Regions from separate parts of the Mus musculus genome. Here region 1 is linked to region 2. A link is a contact called in public HiChIP or PLAC-seq data. All regions are on one chromosome and are shown on one strand. Each heading gives the region's core, a stretch centred on a gene start, on an enhancer-like site or on the middle of the called end of the contact. The rest is flanking DNA. Distances are from core to core; before and after follow the strand shown.

Region 1 (6,135 bases), core at 3,230-5,729, 1.0 Mb before region 2:
CTCAAATTCTAGTTAAACCTGAAACGGACTCAGAAAGAATACAAGATGGAGGAACCTTTGCATTTTCTTGCCCTGTCACAAATAAGATCCTGTCACAGGAAGAAAGCAAGAAAGCAAGAAAGCAAGAAGGCAAGAAAGCAAGAAAGCAAGAAAGAAAGAAAGAGAAAGAAGGAAAAGAAAAAAATAAAAATAAGAAAATATATATTAAACACTGACCCAGATATCCTTTAAAGGTTTCCCTAGCTGTAATAGGCCAGAGGTCTACAATGTTACTGCTGAATCTGTCTTCATTTATTAAATGGTCACAATAGTAATTCCTAACTCAGATAAAAATACTGAGCATGCGGTGGTTAATATCGAATTGTCAACTTGACAGGATCTAGAGTCACCTAGGAGACATCTGTGAGTACCACTGTGAAGTAATTCTAGACTAGGCTAACTCAAGTAGTTAAATGACCCTTTTCTCTTTTTCTTTCTTTCTTTCTTTTCTTTCTTTCTGTCTTTCTTTCTTTCTTTCTTTCTTTCTTTCTTTCTTTCTTTCTTTCTTTGTGTTAGATATTTTTTCAGATCAAGGCACAAGGTAATTAATATAGAGTCCAAGGCTGGGCAATAGTAGATGCTGATCTTTAATATATAAAGACTATAAGCATAGTTAGGAACTTGGGTGGGACTGATGCACACAATTTAGTCCCAGCACTCTGGAAGGAGACAGATGGATCTTGGTGAGTTCATGGCTCGCCTAATCTACTTAACAAGTGTAGTGGCTATTCCTGGTTGTCAACTTGACTATATTTGGAATGAACTACAATCCAGAATTGGAAGGCTCACCAGTGACCCTCATCTGGAGCCTGGGAGATAGAAGTTTCTGATCTGGATCTTGGTATGGAGATCTTGAAGCATAGTGGCTATGGATTCCAGAAGATTAAGACAGGGAGATCTCTGAGTTCAAGGTCATCTGGGATTAAAAGCGTGGTGGAACACACCTTTAATCTGGGCTACACCTTCTGCTGGAAACCATATAAGGACATTGGAAGAAGGGAGTCTTGCTTCCTTGCCTGCTTGCCATGTGGTGTGGGACTGAGTAACTGCTAGATCTTTGGATTTCCATTCACAGCTACTACTGAATCATTGTTGGGAATTGGGCTGCAGACTGTAAGTCATCAATAAATTCCTTTACTATATAGAGACTAGCTATAAGTTCTGTGACTCTAGAGAACCCTGACTAATACAACAAGGTTCAGGCCATCCAGAGCATAGTGAGACCCTAGGGGAGAGCGAGAGCGAGAGAGAGAGAGAGAGAGAGAGAGAGAGAGAGAGAGAGAGAGAGAGAGAGAAAGAGAGAGAGAATGGCTCAGGTCTAAAGCAGAATCCATTCACAAGTATCTGTTTCTGTTACAAGGTAAAGGCTCAAAGACCATGGCCAAAATTAGAATTGAGAGTCTGTAGTGGGCTAGAAAGATGGCTCACGGGGTTAAGAGGACTAACTGCTCTTCCATAGGTCTTGAGTTCAATTCCCAGCAACCACATCATGGCTCACAACCGTCTATAATGGGATCCGATGCCCTCTTCTGGTGTGTCTTTTAAAAAGAAAGAAGGAAAAAAAAAAGAAGGAAAGAAAGGAAGGTAGAAAGAAGAGTCTCATAAGCCAGCTGGTGACTGTGATGCCTGAAGAGAAGCATTTCTCACAGAGCAGCCCCAATCCATAGTACAGGGAGTATTTGAAGATAAAGAACACAGAAAACCTGAATTCTGTTTGGCAATTGCAAGGGAACGCAAACAAACAAGCAGTTTAACAAGAGCTGAGAACTAACTGGGGCATTTTGACCCTGAGTCTCTAGAACAGGGCTGGGTGCTTTCCCTCTTCCCCAAGGGACTTGTCAGAGCAGGAGGTGGAAACCAAAGCTGGTTTCAGCCAAGACAAGATGGAGAAAGCTTTGCTATTACATTTCTCTCTGCCGTGTTACAGTGGTGTCTTGATTTTAGAGCTCAGCTAGAAAATTGCTTGGGAATCAGGTGGGAAGAGAAGGCAAATGCTAGCCCAAGCCTGCACTCCCACCCTCGATAGCCATCTTGACAGCATTTTACAGGCCTTGAGGTTTGCGACTCAGAATCTCTCTGTGCCTAGTACAGAACATGTCTGGCATCCCAGCACTCAGGAGGCAGAGGCAGGAGGATCAGGAATCCAAGGTCATACTTGATTACCTTGCTAGTTTGAGGACAGTCTGGGTTACAAGAGACTATCTCAAACAAAACAAATAAAAAGACAAGTGTGAATTGGAAAAGAAAAAGAAAGAAAGAAAGAAAGAAAGAAAGAAAGAAAGAAAGAAAGAAAGAAAAGAAAAGAAAAGAAAAGAAAAGAAAAGGAAAGAAAAGGAAAGAAAAGGAAAAAAAAATCAAAACCAAACTCTTAACCTTACCTCCACCTTGGTGACTGTTTTTGGAAAGTATGTGTGGTTGGTTGTAAACTTAAGATGTGCTGATGCTGAGAATATTCCTGAGATAGGCTGGGATTAAAGGCATGCGCCACCACTGCCCGGCTTCCTGTTAGCATTCTGTCTAAATTCTGACCCACAGTTACTGGCAAGAGCCAGGTAGGCCTGGCCTTTTATAAAAGGGGCTGCTTGCCCCCTCCTCTCCTTTTTACTCTTGCCTCTTTCACTCTTAGTCCCCCTCTCTCCCCATTCCCTTCCCTCCTCTCTCCACATGTTCATGGCTGGCCTCTACTTCTCTACTTTCTCCCTCTCTCTGTGTTTCTCTGCCTCTACTACCCTCTTAACTCCCCCCACCTCCCCATGCCATGAATAAACTCTATTCTATACTATACCATCGTGTATCCTTCAGGGGGAAAGGATGCCTTGGCATGGGCCCACCGAGGCACCTCCTTCCACCACACCTCACCACACCCCCATAGAACACATCTTATACCTCTTTGTCTTGATATAAACACATCAATTCCTGCATGGATTCTGAGGCAAAACATTGGTATCTGCAGGGCTTGACTGGATGTCACGTTGGTTGTTCCTCTCAGTTTTGTCACTCGAGAAAGGAGGTATCTCAGAGGTCCCTAAAACATAGGGTGGAAGATTGAGCCTACCAGCCTGCTGAGCTTTGATTTCTCCTAGGCTGGGCCTTCAGGATCCCTAGGAAGGCAAAGCCTAACAGTGTGTGCTATAGGAACCCAGATCCTCAAGTTTCCCCCTCTTGTGTGGACATCTGCCTGTTCCAGGAATCCTCCCACCTGGGAGAGGGTTTTATCTAGGCAAATATCAGTCAAGTCGCCTCACCAGTGGACCCTCAGAACCTCCTCAATGCTTCCCCCAGGGCCATTCAAGCGCAAAACAGGTTCCCTCCACAGCAATTTAGTTCAGAGGTTGAGCACCAGGTGTAGGAGTTCTTGTGCTCGCCTATGAGCATCAGGGAAACCAGGAATGTTAAACAGCTAGGGCTGTCTCTTCAAAGTGAAAGAAGTATAACCAGTTTTCTGCCCAGAAGGCTAGAGTCCTAGGGGTGGTTAGCCATACCCTGATGATCTTTGCACTAGACCACACCAGACCCTCCCCCAGACCCTTACAATGATGTCACACATAGTCGATCTCCAATACTCATCTTTATGGATGATGTCAAAGGTACTTTAGAAAGAATTTCAATGCAGTCCTGCTTTTGTTTGTTTGGTTAATTTGCTTTTCAAGATAGGGTTTCTCTGTGTAGCCTTGGCTGTCCTGGAACTCACTTTGTAGACCAGGCTGGCTTCGAACTCAGAAATCCGCCTGCCTCTGCCTCCCAAGTGCTGGGATTAAAGGCGTGCACCACCACGCCCGGCGCAGCCTTGCTTTATTATTGTGCACACAGGATTGTGCTAATTATCACCAATTAGCTTCCCTCACCAAGAGCAACTGTGCTGTACTTAAATATACGTAAAATAAATAAACTAACAGGTGTCAAAGTTTGAACCGAGCCTTGTTGAACTAGACTTTCTTCTGGCCTCTCAAGGATCTTTGATCCGCACTCTGCTGGCACGGGTGTTTGCAGAGACCCCTCACACGTGAATTCAATTCTGTGTGAATCACTGTGTCAAGATGGCACACACCTGTGATTCCAGCATTTCTTTTTTTTTTTTTTTTTTTTTGATGAAAGCAGAATTAGAGGTGAATTAGAGGCCAAGTCTGGGCTGTAAGAGACCCTATCTCAAAACAAAATAAATATTAAAAAGTAAAACTTGTGTTGCTCCTGCAATAACCCACGACACCAGGACTTGAAGTTTGTCTGCTTCTGTTCCTTTCAACTGAGTGAGAGGCCTTAGTTTTCTTCAGAGGATAGTTACAATTAGACACTTTAAAACCTTGGCGTCTTTGAATTGACCCTTAAGTCTGGAAAGCCTTCGGGTTAGAAACAGAAGCAAACAGCCACGCACAGACCAGCCGCATTTTTACGGAATGAGGGAAGGAAGGGGGAAAGGGGAGGGGCTAGAAGGAGGAGGAGTCTTAGTCTGCCCTGGTCAGGGGAATTCAGTTCTTTGGCGGATATTCCTACGCCCACTTCAGTAGAAGATCTCTGGCCTCCGGAGTTCAGCGGAGACTTCATTGCAGGTATTTATGACCATCCACAGGCAGTCATGACTCTCCAGAGTTATACAGGTGTCATAGTAAACAGACCTTATGTCTCTAGCAGTTCAGGAACGGTCCGGAGTAGCTTAAGGATCGGTGTGCATCCTTAAAAATGGGTCACGAACCTCAAGCATGCTTCACAGAAGGCATTTACACAAACCTAAAGGATTGGTGTGAGCCAGGCACTTGCCCAACTCCTTTGGTTGGTTGTTTTTTGTTTGTTTGTTTTTGTTTTTGAGACAGGGTGTCACTATGTATCTCTGGTTGCCCAGAGATCGGCCTGCCTCTGCTGAGATTAATGGTGTGTATAACATTGCTCAGCACTTCCGGGCTTCTGGGTTTTTGTTGTTTGTTTACTTATTTACTTATTGAGACAAGTTCTCATTAAGTAGCCCTGGCTGTCCTGGAACTCATTGTTGACCAGGCTGGGAGTGACCTCAGAGATCCATATGCCGTTCTCACTAAGTGTCATGATTAAGGGTGTGTCACTTTCCTAACATGCATCTTCTTTCTGTCTTTCCTTTCTTCCTGCCGTTTGATACAGGATCACTCTTCTATGTAGTTCTGGTTGTCCTGGAACTTTATATATAGACCAGGCTGAGTTCAAACTCATAGAAATCCTCCTAGCCTCCTGAGTGCTGGAGTTAAAGTTGTTTCCACAACCAACTGGCATGGCTTCCTGTTGCAATCCATGCAGTCTGCATGAGGCTGGCATAACATAACGTTTGTTTTACATTTCTCTTTTTTTTTTAAACTATTTTTATTTTATGTATTGAGTGTTTTGCCAACATACGCCTATCTACCCTGTGAGTGCCTGGTGTTTGCAGAGGACAGAAAGGGGGCAGCAGAGCCTCTGGAACTGGTTCTAGCCAGTTTTTGTTTTGAGGCAGTTCTGACTATGTAACCATACTTGGCTCAAACTCAGCCTTTCCGAGACTGGAGTGCTAGAATTACCCTTGTAGCAACATGTAGCAACTTTAAAAAGAAGGAATGTGCTCTAAAATAAGGTGAAAGGAGCCCGGGAGGGGAGGTGGCTCAGTGTAGCACCTGCCTACATACACAAGCCCTGGGTTTCATACATCCTCTCCCCCTCCTTCTTCCCTCCCCCATCATCATAATTTTTAAGATAAGGTCTCTTGGGTTCCAGGCTGGCCTCAAATTCACCATGTAGCCAAGGGATGACCCGTCTCTACCTTCCAATTGCTAAAATTACACACATGGACCAAGATGCCTGTTTTTAGGACAGCCAGGCCTACACACAGAGAAACCCTGTCTCAAAACCAAAACACAAAATTATTATTAGTAGTAGTATTAGTATTTTGTTGTTATTTTTTTAAAGGTTGTAAAGAACCAGGTATAGTGGTCTGAACTTTTAATTCCAGCACTCAGGAGACAGAAGCATGTGGATTCCATAAGTTTAGGACCAGCCTGATCTGCAGAGAGAGCTCTAGGCCAAGGCACCATAAGGAGGCCCTAACCTTAAAAAAAAAAAAAAAAATTACAAGTGAGCCAGGTGTGGTGGTGCATGCCT
Region 2 (6,756 bases), core at 1,632-4,131:
TGGACATAGCCCAGATCTGCAGCTTGCAACAGCACAAACTCACCAAACCATTCCTGTTATCCACCCACTGAACGAGGAAGGACTCTGTGGAATCTAGTGGGCTTTCCTTGAGGACCAAGTCTACCAGCACCTTCACTGGCTGTTTCACCTCTGTTCCCGAATGGCCCACCACTGCTGGATTCTCACTGCAGCCAGCAGTCCCAAACACAGGCAACCTGTTCCACAGCTTCAAAGGCATAACCCGTAAATCCAGCACTTGCAGCTTGCACCTGCTGTGGGTGAAACAGAAGAGTCTCAGCACCTAGGCATTTACCACATTCTGACTCTCATGCCCTTGTCCATGAATCCAGTCCAGTCCCCATGGGAAACAGGGGCAGAGTACTTCAGCCACTGCTGATAAACCCTGCACACTCCACAGTCCTTTCCCAGATGGCTCAGCAATGGCCAAAAAGCCCCTGTAGCTCTCCAAGCTGGGGCCATCAAAAGCCTCCCTTCCATCCTTGTCTACCTTGTCTCCCCCATTCAACCTGACCCCAACTGTCTCTGCTTGTATTCCCTTCTGGGTTTCACTCACCTGTGGGGAACTTTCTGGGAAAGCAAGGCATCAAGCCCATACAGGATAATCTCTAAGATTCTCCTGTAGGCAGTCTTCCTACTGATCATGGCCCCCAGAGGAAGACAGGGGAAGGGCCACGCCTGCACCATCGCCTTTATGATCCCAACATATCTATTTCTGCAGGCCTTTTTGAACAGTGATGGGAAGAAAAGTGAGGGTATGTCATCCAGAGCAGAGATAGCCAAGTCCTGGTTCTTCAGGAGGCTGTTCTCTGCCAGTTCCTGGAGTGTGGGTGGAGTCTTGCAGCTCATCCTGATGGATCTTCAGGAAGGATTCCTGGGGCAACATTTAGAAAAAAGATAAGTGCTGAGACTCACCTCACCCGAGACAGGAGCTAGGTCAGGGTCACAGTCACTGTTCCAAGAGTGACAGAGACCTCAATCTAGTTCCTTCTACTCTGTGCTACACTGACCACAACACCATCCCACTCCCTGTTGGCCCCAGGACTATGGTCTCAAATATCCACTGCCACAGTACATCTTATTACCACCCATTTCCAGTTTAGGCAATGGATTCCACTCCCAGCAGGAACTGAGTCCTGTGCATCCTAGAAGTTAAACTCCAGCTCTCTGAAGGAAATGTGTCATTCAAGATCCTGTATGGCAGCAGGTGGTAGGGATGGCAGATGCCACCCCAGCACTGAGGAGGCAGAGATATACATTCAGTTGGGGGTCAGCTTTGGGAGCATGGGGTCGGGGAAATAGCAATAACTATTAGAAAGAAGGAAATATTTGAGTAAATGTTTATTCTGTAGCACTTAGCACTGAACATGAGTATCATACATGTTAGGGCATTTTTACTAATGAGCCACTATCACTAAACTTCAAACATTTTATCACTTGTTATGTTGTTTGTTTTGGTTTTTTCTTTCTTTGTTTGTTTGTAGACATGGTTTCCCAACCTGACCTGAAACTCACTCTGTAGTCCACTAGGCTGGCCTTGAACTCAGAGATCCTCCTGTCTCTGCTTCCCAAGTGCTGGGGTTAAAGGTATTCACCATCACACCTGACTAAAAACTTTAAATGCCAAGGGTTGAATTTCTGTAGGAGAAAAGTTTCTTCTAAGTCTAGAGCGGTGACTCACATTATCATCAGAACACTCAAAACTAAGGTAGAGGGATCTACATAAGTTCCAGGCTGCCCAGTGTGTTGGCACAGGACAGCCATGGTGGATATACACAGAAACCCTGCCTCAAAAAAACCCCAAACCAACCTCCACCCACCTCCCCAAAGGGCATTTGGCACTATGCCCACTTTTAAAAAGTCTGTCTACAACTCATTAAAACCCTATGCCATCTAACCTGGTCTGCCTAGTAAATTGAGAGAATATGAATAAATATCTACCCATCTCAGACAGTACTCCAACAAGAAATCAAAGTCATGAGTGACTCTACCCAAGTTTGGCTTACTATAGACCAGGCTGGCCCTTTGCCTCTTGAGTGCTGGAGCCACCACCACCCACCCAGCTTTGCACAGCAATTCTCAAACCTTCCTAATGCTGGGACCCCACACACACACACACCCACACCCTTAAAAGCATTTCACTACTACTTCGTAAATGTAATGAATCTAACGCAGGATGTGACCCACCCATCTAGGCCAGATGCCCAGATGACTGCCTAAGGGCCCAGCCTACCCCCATCCTCTCGGAAGGCCCGATCTAGTGAGGAACTTCGAATTAAAACGGTTGTTAGCCTTGGGGGGGGGTGGGGGTGGCAAAGTTCAAAAGAAGCAATCTCTGACTGGGGGGGGAAGCAACCTGGCTGATGGAATGCATTGATAAACAAGGTGTGCGAGCACACACTCCTAATCCTAGCCACACTCAAGTTATTCTTCAGTCAGTCACACAGGCTCGATAACTCGGCACTTAATCCTAGCATGCCGGAAGTGTTTGAAGCCCGAAACGACGCACTGATTTCCTGGCGGGCCCTGGGGCCCTCACAGACGAAGGCCTACTTCAAAAAAAAGCAGAGTGAGAAAGAACGGCCTTATCCTGTCAGCGCACCCGTTAGTCAAGTCTCCCCGACGTGTCTGGAAGAGCACGGGGTGATGGCACGGAGTGGGGCGTTTATTTTGTTGTTTTTTTTTTTTTTTTTACCAAGGGTTGAAGCGATCCTCCGGCCTCGCCCGCTGCTGCTGCTACTGAGGGACAAAATGGCTTACCAGAGATGGACAGAAGCAAGATGTCTCCGAGCCGCCCCGGAGCCCTCCGGTCCCTCTGTCTCCCCCGCTGGCCTCAAACTCACAGAGACCTGACAGGAAGCGCTCGCTCTCGTGGCCGCCGAAGCTTTAACACAACGTTCTGCTCCCACGCCGCTGAAATAAGCTCGGGCCCCGCCCCCCATACAAGCCGCCACTTGATTGGACGTCTCAGGCTCCGCCCACTTTCACGGGATTTCGCCCCCCCACTCCTCCAACGCTTTTTTGAATCTAGAGCCGGATGTGGAGGGAGACTTACAGCGTTGGCCAGGAGGCTGAGGCAGGTGCATCTCTGTGACTTTAGGCCCGGCCTTTCTTCGCTAACTAAATATCGATTTCCCAGGCTCTGGCTAAGACTACTGGATGAGTCCATGTTTGAAAATAAGGCGGGGGCGGTAGGGGGGATTGCTGCGTTGGTGCTGGTATCCATCTTTAATTCCAGCACTCAGGAGGCAGAGGCAGGAGGATCCCTAACTTTCGGCCCAGTATTGTGTCTAACTAAATATCGACTTCCAGGCTCCAACCAAGGCTACTGGATAAGACCCTGCCTTAAAAAATAATAATAAAATTAAGCCGCAGTGGTGGCACCCGCCTTTAATCCCAGCACTTGGGAGGCAGAGGCAGGTGGATTTCTGAATTCGAGGCCAGCCTAGTCTACAGAGTGAGTTCCAGGACAGCCAGGGCTATACGGAGAAACCCTGTCTCCAAAAAAAAAAAAAAAAAAAAAAAAAAAACCGAAAAGAAAAAAGAAATTAAAGTGTGGCTATGGTATTGCCCACCTTTAATTCTTCACTCAAAAGGCAGAGGCAGGAGGATTTCTGACTTTAGGCCCAGCATTTTCTTAATTAAATATTAAATTCCAGGCCCTGAGGCCCTGGCCAAGACTACTGGATGAAACACACACACACACACACACACACACACACACACACACAAAGGGCGGGACTGTAGTAGTGCGTACCTTTAATTCCAACACTCAGGAGGCAGAGGCAGAAGAATCTCTGTGACTTTAGGCCCGGGATAACTAAATATTGACTTCCAGGCTCCAACCTAGACTACTTGATGTACTTGATGAGACCCTGCCTATAAAAGAGAGGGAGGGAGGGAGGAAGAGAGGGGGAGGAGGGGAGGAGGAGGAAGAAGAGGAAGAAGAGAAAAAAAGAGAAGATGGGGCTGTGGTTATGCACTCTGGAGGCAGAGGCAGGAGGTTAGGATGAGTTTGGGGCAATCCAGGTCTCTACACAGCAAGGCCTAGAACAATATAAAGGCACTCTGATACACACACACACACACACACACACACACACACACACACACAAAGTGAGTCTGATCTGTGTTCTCCCCACAAGGGAAGAATTAAGATGGGGTTAAAGTCAAGGCTCAATCATGGATTCACCCCACAAACAGATTTTTCAATATGTTGACTGCAACAGTTGGGAAGAAAGATAGCAAAGGGTTAGTCTATTTCACAGAAAAATAAAAAGTAGCCGGGCATAGTGGGCACAAACCACCCTGCTACATAGAAGGAAAAAAATCTGGAGTTCCAGGACAGGCTGAGCTACAATAGTAACAGTCCAGCCTGGGCTACATGAGACCCTCAAATAAAAAAAAATTAAAAAAAAACAACTGATACGTGGCATTTTTCTTGCAGAATTCTTTAACCACTTTAAGATAGTAAAGATAAAAACCAGATTCTCTCCAGAAAAAAAACAAAAAAACATTAGTAACTTACATACCCAGTGTCACCTGTGGGGGTTTTTCTCTTTTATTTTGTCTTCCTGAAACAAGGCTTTGTTATATGTAACCCAGGTTGATCCAGAACATGTAGACTAGGCTAGCCCATAGAAGTGATCCTATTGTTTCAGCCTGTCCAGTATTGACTCCCAGAACAAAACATCACAGCTGGTAAGCCACAGTATAGGAGACTCGCATCGCCATGCCTGGCTTTGAGATGCTGGGTGTCAAACTCATGGCGCCCTTCCCACAGGCTAGGTGAGTACTCTACCAACTGAGGTACACCCCCAGCCTCAAGATGGGGGGCTTCATGGAAGGACAGAGGTGTAAGGCAAAATTTGCCCAAAGATATTAGAAGCCTTAGTAGTTGTGAAAGGGCAGCTTAAACCCAACTTGCTCCTTCCAGGCAGAGAATGCCTTGGTTTTCCCAGAAAGTAGGGTGTGTTTCAGATGAGATCAGCTCAGTTACAGGCTTGGGGGTCAGAGGAGAAGACAGAGAGCAAGTCACTAGGGCTAGATAGAGAACATCCCTGAGGACCAGACCACGGGTTCAGGTGTATGTTTGTTTAGGTTTTTTTTGTTTTTGGTTTTTTTGGGTTTTTTTTTTTTTTTTTGGTTTTTTTTTTTTTTTTTGGAGACACTAAGCTAACAACCTTGACTGTACTGGAACTAGCTTTGTAGATCGGACTGGCCTCAAACTCATGGAGATCCCTCTGCCTCTGCCTCTGCCTCTGCCTCTGCCTCTGCCTCTGCCTCTGCCTCTGCCTCTGCCTCTGCCTCTGCCTCTGCCTCTGCCTCTGCCTCTGCCTCTGCCTCTGCCTCTGCCTCTGCCTCTGCCTCTGCCCCCCTGACCCCCTGACCCCTGCCCCCTGCCCTCTGCCTCCCTGGGAATTAAAGGCATGTAAAGGTGTGGGCCACCATACCCAGCAAACAACAAGGTCAGACATGGTGGTACTCACCTTTTCTCTTGTTTTTATTTTTTTCATGTCCAAGTCTTAAAGTCACTGAGGGTACAAGCTGTACCTCCTCAACATGGAAGAGTCAGGCAGCAGAGCCTGTGTCCCTGCCCCTGTCCTGTGGTGTTGATCTGTGTGTGCCTTCACAGTAAGGGCTCTTTCTAGGCAACCAAGAGCTCAAGTCAGCACCCTCAGACCTGGGCCTGTAAGAGCCTCACCTCACAGAGTCGTGGTGCATGCCTTTAATCAAAGTGCTCAGGAGGCAACGGAGGCAGATCTCTGAGTTCGAGATCAGCCAGCCATTCAGGAGCCAGGACAGACATATGCAGGGGAAAATATAAAAAGCCAACTCAGGAAAGTGCTTGGGGCTGAGGTGTACCTGAGAGGTCGGGAGCTTGCTTTGAATCACCTAGTAAGCAACTGGGGATGTGGCTTAGGGGTGGAGGCCTTAGATGGATCCCCAGAGCTACAAAGGAAAAGGAAAGAAAAGTGAAAAAGATTATCTATAAACTTTCTTTTTTAAATTATTACCTTAAGGCAGAGGCAGGTGAATATTTGTGAGGTTCAAGGCCAGCCCGGTGTACATACTTAGTTCCAGGAGAGCCAGGGCTATATAGTAAGATCCTGTTTCAAAAAGGGGGGAGGGGAGATTCAAAGAGCACTTGGCTGTTCTTCCAGAGAAACCAGGTTCAATTCCCAGCACCCAATATAGCAGCTTATAATCATATGTAATGCCGGTTCCTTTTATGGTCTCTGTGGACACACAGACAGAAACATCTATACAAAGAAAAATAAATAAAAATTTAAAAATAAGAATGTTATTTTATGCAATGATGTTTCACCTGTATGTATATATGTGTGCCCTGGGCTTGCCTGGTGCCCTTGGAGGTCATAAGAATGTGTCAGGTGCCCTGGAACTGGACTTAGGAATGATGGTAGGTGCTGGGACTCAAACCTAGGTCCTGTGCAAGAACAAGTGGTTTTTTTGTTTGTTTGTTTGTTTTTTGTTTTTTGTTTTTGAGAAAACAGACCCAAAATGTTAAGATTTTATTTACAAAGCTTTTCCATGTTGTACAGAAAGTAAAAACGTTGTTACAATCACAGTGTAACTGGCAACCAGGATGGTCAACTCACCAATCACAGCTGTCACGATACAGCAAGAGTCTTACACGAAAACCTAACAACGTTTACAATTTTGTTGGGGCGAAGTCCCCAGGCTTGGTGGTGGATTACCAAGGGGCTAACGGAGGAA

What was found. HiChIP or PLAC-seq counts read pairs in DNA pulled down with a chosen protein or histone mark.
Region 1: an H3K27ac HiChIP or PLAC-seq map of embryonic stem cells shows a contact between it and region 2, with 5 times the contacts expected there. The contact joins the promoter of Pramel13 here to the promoter of Pramel1 in region 2. A contact is called at or near these places in 3 of 39 promoter capture datasets (the C10 cell line, cranial neural crest and embryonic stem cells), 2 of 115 datasets of contacts at active chromatin or transcription factors (both in embryonic stem cells) and 1 of 9 other capture datasets (embryonic stem cells).

Annotation. Positions count from the first base shown.
Region 1 is chr4:144,406,808-144,412,942 of GRCm38.p6, reverse strand. Pramel13 (PRAME like 13) reads left to right here and starts at 4,479. Exons shown (of 4, transcript NM_029948.2): 1 at 4,479-4,586.
Region 2 is chr4:143,390,566-143,397,321 of GRCm38.p6, reverse strand. It overlaps Pramel1 (PRAME like 1), which reads right to left and starts at 2,881. Exons shown (of 4, transcript NM_031377.2): 1 at 2,779-2,881; 2 at 575-892; 3 at 1-272. The coding sequence starts at 867.